2 separate regions of the Mus musculus genome follow, and region 2 is linked to region 1. The links are chromatin contacts, called in public Hi-C maps. All regions are on one chromosome and are shown on one strand. Each heading gives the region's core, a stretch centred on a gene start, on an enhancer-like site or on the middle of the called end of the contact. The rest is flanking DNA. Distances are from core to core; before and after follow the strand shown. Region 1 overlaps Ostf1 (osteoclast stimulating factor 1). Region 2 holds the start of D030056L22Rik (RIKEN cDNA D030056L22 gene).

What was found. Hi-C and Micro-C count contacts between places; a contact is called where the count stands out from the background.
Region 2: a Hi-C map of granulocyte-monocyte progenitors shows a contact between it and region 1, with 1.9 times the contacts expected there. The contact joins the promoter of D030056L22Rik here to the enhancer-like site in region 1. A contact is called at or near these places in 4 of 39 promoter capture datasets (the C10 cell line, the HPC-7 cell line, neutrophils and 1 more), 4 of 484 Hi-C or Micro-C datasets (Sertoli cells, bone marrow-derived macrophages, granulocyte-monocyte progenitors and 1 more), 6 of 115 datasets of contacts at active chromatin or transcription factors (effector CD8 T cells, embryonic fibroblasts, embryonic stem cells and 1 more) and 1 of 9 other capture datasets (liver).

Annotation. Positions count from the first base shown.
Region 1 is chr19:18,581,485-18,584,339 of GRCm38.p6, reverse strand. All of the region lies in intron 9 of Ostf1 (osteoclast stimulating factor 1), which reads left to right. Among named protein-coding and RNA genes, the nearest start is that of Ostf1, 49 kb to the left of the region's middle. Within about 2 kb of position 1,254, at least 31 of the 459 cell types and tissues checked have an H3K27ac peak or open chromatin away from gene starts, as enhancers often do. A contact at or near this core is called in the HPC-7 cell line, bone marrow-derived macrophages, granulocyte-monocyte progenitors and 1 more, where this site is marked.
Region 2 is chr19:18,711,842-18,714,716 of GRCm38.p6, reverse strand. D030056L22Rik (RIKEN cDNA D030056L22 gene) reads right to left here and starts at 1,482. Exons shown (of 2, transcript NM_001374130.1): 1 at 1,058-1,482. The coding sequence starts at 1,393.

The DNA.
Region 1 (2,855 bases), core at 5-2,504:
TTTAGACTTAATGAACATAGCAATCAACCACACCTGAAGTTTTTCTAGGCTTTGCCAAAGACTGGAATCTATTCACAATATTGTGAATGGTTCTTCAAGTTTAGAAATGAGGTACAAATTCTTCAAGATTAAAATACAGATGTGGGAAGATAAATGTGAACGGAATGAAGGTTTTACATGGTGGTTGTTTCAAAAGAAAGAAAGGGATTGTCTTTGTTGTTCTGTGTTATAAAAAAATTCTCTGTTATAAAAAAAAAGAAAACATTTAATTGGGGGGCTTCTTACAGTTTCAGAAGAGTCCATGATCATGATTATGTTGGCAGGGAACATAGTCACAGGCAGGAAAACGTGGTGCTAGAGATGTAGCCGGGAGCTTTGAGTCCTATTCTACAGTAAGCAGAGAGAGAAAGACAGACAAATAGACATATGTACATACAGACAGACACAGACTCAGCCTAGCATAGGCTTTTGAAACCGCAGTGCCCACAGCCAGCAACACACCTCTTCCAAGAAGGGCACACCTCCTAATACTTTGCAAGCAGCAACCAAGCACACAGTGTATTAGCCATTCATCATGTGGGTTGGGTGATGTGAGGGTTGGGGGATATGATTCTCATTCGGACCACCACAGGGTTTAAAATGCAAGCCATGTGTCCCTACACAGAGGCCAGCTCTTTGCTGCCCTCGCTGCTGTCCTGTGACTGTGTGCTTTACCTTCTCGGTCACATTCACCTCACCTTTCTCTCTCTCCATCACTGTGCCTTTCTCCCTCCCACCCAGTCATCCTTATTCCCTGGCCTGTGTCAAAACCCCGAGTTTAGTCCCCTGCCTGAGCCTGAGAAACAGTAAGCGTTCTCCTTGTCTTTGGGGTTTAGGAGAACCTCCTAAATTATCCTCCTTGCCCATTGCTAAGTCCCATCATACATAAGCCTGCCCATGAGCCCGCTGCCCCTTTGTATTGCCTTCCACTTCAGTTCACCCACAGTGGAAACCAGCCTGGAGCTTGGTGCTTTAACCATGGTTAATACTCATCAGAAGAACTGGTGTTTCTCTAAAGACAGTCATTTATTGATGTGAGCTCTGGAGGGAATGACAAAGTGTTTGTTAGCTTAGCTGGTGCTGCCCAGACACTGCGTGGGACAAAAAGTAGAAACCATGTTTGTTAGTGGGTGGGTGGCTTTTGCTTGAGGTTGACCTCCCAGTCCGTCCTGTCCAGTTGGGTGAGGAAGGAAGGCTGTGGCCTAACTTCCTTTCTTTGCCACTGACTTCCTGTTGCTAGACTCCAGCCTTCAAGGAGACTCTACTGCACTGTAAGGTTCCTTACGTGCTAAAGGTTCTCGTTCTCTGTCTCTCGTGCTTGGTCCTGACCAGCAAGTTGTCTGCAATAGGATCTTTGCTTTCTAGCTTGATAGGGTTCTAGGTCCATCTTCGTATGGTCCCCAGACAGAGCAGGTCATATTTCCAGGGAAGTCTGGGCTCTGCTAGTGAGAGACCTGGATTTGGCTGCCATCAATTGAATTCTAACAGTGTTTGCTCTCGAATTACATTTTCCTTCTCAGGAAATTTGTTACTGTAAGAATTTGATGAACACAGCCGAAGAGGCAGCAGTTAGATTAGCCATCTTCCCTTTGACCCCTGTGCAAGATTGTTTTAGTTAGCATTTGATAGAGTCCAGATTTTCATTGATTTTTTAATTTTTTCTAAATTTCAGCCTCTTGCTACTTCTTAAAGTTACTTTTTCCTGAAATGAAACGGAAGCATCTGTATCCTCACCCCCTCTCCCTCATTGCTCACCTTTCTGTGTCCTGCCTTCAGGGACCGCACAGGCTGTGCGCTGACTGACATGGAGTGGCTGCTGATACTCCGTGTTGGCCGCGGTGCCTGTGGCTGGTGGCTTTGTGCTGGGGTTGGACAGGTGGGGTTGGACATTGCCAGCGACTTGGCAGCCCCTCGCAGTGAGGCTCTGCAGGTTGGAAAGTAGTGATGGGAAGGGTCACAGAGAGCGCATAATCCCTGGATCAGGGAGGATTGTGGTTCCTTTCTTTCTTTTTTTTCTTTTTTTAATTTTGTAATTATATTTAGGTATAGAAAACTTAGTGTACATTTAACCCAATTTAGTGGCAAGTTCTTTAGCCTTTGCGTTTTCCAGCTTGGCAATGCGAGCCACAGACTTAGGACCCAGGACATTGCCTCCCCAGTGGTGACAGATCTCGTCATATCTGTCATTATAATTGGTCCTAATGGCTTCCACCAGCTTAGCCAGAGCACCCTTGTCTTCCGAGTTAACCTGTGTGAAAGCAACTGTGGTGCATGTCTTCCTGTGGACCAGGTGCCCCAGCCTGGCCTTTCCCTTGATGATGCAGTAGGGCACCCCCATCTTTCGACACAGGCAGGTAGGAAAACCACCAGCTCAATGTGGTCACCAGCTGAGCCTTCTTGTTCTCCACCAAGGTGGTGACTGTATTGACTCCTGCTTGGAGGACAGGTGGTCTCTTAGTTGGGATGTCCCCTTTGCCAGCAGCTTTCTTCTCAGCACGGGCCAGTAGCCTTTGCTTCTTCTCTTGCTTTGTCTCTGGCCTGTACTTGTGGGCAAGCTTAAGCAGCTGAGTAGCTGTCTGCCTGTCCAGGGCCTGGGTGAACTGGTTAATGGCAGGAGGGACTTTGAGCCGCTTGTAGAGGATGGCTCTTTGCCGCTGCAGCCTGATGTAGCGGGCCCATTTGACAAAGTGCGATAGATGTCTTTTGGGCTGGATGTCCTGTCCAATGCCGAAGTTCTTAGGCCTCTTCTCGAACAGAGGGTTGACCACCTTCTTGGTCTCCTGCTTCTTGACGACGGCGGGGTCCGGGGCCACCTT
Region 2 (2,875 bases), core at 233-2,732, 130 kb before region 1:
TCACCTGTGCACATAAAGCTAGGGTGCCTGCAGTTACATCCAATACTTCTGCTTAAGAAACCAGTAACTTTCACCTAAAAACAGTGAGTGTAGTATTGAAAGATAATCTCCCTGAACGCCTTTAATCTCAGCACTCGAAAGGCAAGAGGAAATGTGGATCTCTGGGTTCGAGGCCAGCCTGGTCCAGGACAGCCAGGGCTACACGAAGAGAAAATTTCCGTTATCTTATCAACTTTGTTATAAAATAACTAGAAAAGGACACTGAGCAGACGCATGCCAAGGTGGCTGAGTTTGGCGAGCTCTAAGAATCACCCTTGCTTCTTCACCTCATGCTCCACCAACTTATGCAAGAACTGCTTTAAAGAAGGCTCTTGAGTCCCTAAGTCGGGCCAATGCTGTGCGATACATATATAGTATGGGTTATAACTCACTCGAAGGCCGGGCAGTGGTGGCCCACGCCTTTAATCCCAGCACTTGGGAGGCAGTGGCAGGCGGATTTCTGAGTTCAAGGCCAGCCTGGTCTACAGAGTGAGTTCCAGGACAGCCAGGGCTACACATAGATAAACCCTGTCTGAAAAAGCAAAACACTCACTTTAAGTTTTCTAGTCACGTGTCTAAAAATAAAATTAACAAACAGTACACCCAATATGCGGCAAGTTGCTTCGTGTGTAACACAGTTCAGAACCCGACCCTTTATCTTAAAACATATTTGGCGCTCCTACTCTTCTTACACTTAAAACACATAAGTTTGGTCAAGTTATATTTCTAGTGTATTCTGTCTGATCACATGGCTAGCGGCTACCAAAACAAAGCAGCGGAGAGGACAGTGAGTCCAACAATCCATTCTCACAGCACTGAACATTAGGAGTTAACAGGTCCTCTGATGAATGCTACTGGAAAGCATGCTAGAAGTTCTACAGCATTCCCCATCAAATTAAACGCCTCTCTCCCGTTGGTCACTGAGCTGACCCTCTAGGGTCCAGCCCGTCTGGCCCACTCGATGGCCCGACTTCCGCGGCCTGGCACCGAGCTCCGGGCTAGTGAGTAGCGGACCTACCTGGCTGTGCACCCCGTCGGCTACCTGCGGGCTGCCCGCGCTTTCTACTCTGTCGCCGCCGCCCGCGGCCCGGGGTTCCTCCTGCTCGCCAGGAGGTGGCTCTCCGGGCTCCCGGCTACAGCCCTGCAGCTCCTGTCTGTCGTCCCCGCCGCCGCGTCGCTTGCGGGGCGCAGACGCAGGCTCCGCCATGATCCCCGCGTCCCCCTGGCGCTTGAGGGGCCGAGCCGTCCCAGACGGCGGGACCCAGAGCGGCGGCTCCTCGGGGAAGTCGCTGAGCAGGAGCCGCTTCCAAGGCACGCGGAACGTGAGCGGCTCAGCCGCACGCCGCTTGGCCATGGGCCAGGGACGAGGGTCGCGCGGGCGGCGGGCGGAGGGCGAAGGGCAGCGCAGAGCTCGGCTGTCCCGAGGGCGGACGAGACGTTGTGGGGGAGCCACCGCGCAGCGCCGGAGTTTCGAACCTGCGCCGTGATGCGCGCGCACCTGCGCCCATCCAGCACAGCCGCTGGTTGGTGGAGGCTCGCGGTTCGCGTTCCCGAGCGCCCTTGCGGCCGGAAGTGCGCCCTCTGAGGGGGCGGGGCATGGGGATGTGGATGGAAGGAGGCCGCTACCCCCTGGCGGCCTTCTTTTGACTTGCACGGTTGTTCGCATTCCCCTGTGTGTGCGCCTCTCGGTCCCCAAGCGAGGACTCGGGCAGGAGCGGCCGAAAGACTCCGCGGCCTCAGAGGTCCCAGCGGCAAGTGCGCTGGGGCCCTTTCCTCTGTGCTGCGATCCTGGGGCGGCGGAAGTGTCTGCTTAGCCCGCAGCGGCCTGCAGGTTCCAGGACCTCTCCAGTGGGTGGTGTCTTGGCAGAAAAATGTAAACCGTGGCAGAAATAAGTCCGTACTTTTTTTTTTTTTTTTTTTTTTGGTAAAAAGCAAAAAGTAACTAAAGGATAGGGTGCTTGCCTACCATGCCCAAGGCCTTAGATTCTATCCCCAGTGCTGCAAGGATAAGGAGAAAACGCAGTAACCAAACAAAACTAAGGAAAAAACAAAACAAACAAAAAGAAACCAAGCCCATCAACGCTCCGGAGAAACATTCTTTCTAGGGCATGGTAGAGCTGTTTTAGCTGATAGGTACTGTGTATGGGTGTATTTATGAATATGCGCCATGTGCATGCTTAAATATCTCTAGATGTAGTTGTAAGCCATCTACACAGAGAAACTTCCTTCCAGCACTGGGGATTGAACCTACGGCCTTGGGCATGGGAGGCAAGATCTCTATCCTTGAGTTACTTTTTGCTTTTACCGAAAGACTAAAATACTGGCTCAAACAAACCCATCACGGTTTGCATTGGTGGGAGGACAGCAAATAACCAACAAGCACAAACAGCGTTATCGGTAGTGTACAGAAAGTTCTGTTTGATCGCTCCATTTCCTGTTTGCACTTGGTAATTCTTCCACCTGGAACAAATGATAAATTCGCCATTGCCATTTTCACACTAGTGACACAGATGATTTGTTGTGCGGAGACCATGTTCCAACACAATAGAATACAACATGGGCAGGTGTGTTCCTTCTGTTCTCCAGAATCTTGCTGCCCTCCCCCCACCCCGCCCCTCATTCCTTGTGATACTTAGCATTATGTACACAAGGTAGTATAAAGCATATGCATAGCTAAAATGACCGTAACACGCAAGTGTCCCTGCCTGGCTTCAGAAGGGAAAGAGCATCTGTGTGCCTCTTCACTGTCCCGTTTCTCTTTCCTGTCCCCAAGTAGTCTTGTTTCGGACCATGAATTACTACTTCTTTGTAATTTCCCCCTCAGTCCACTCACTTA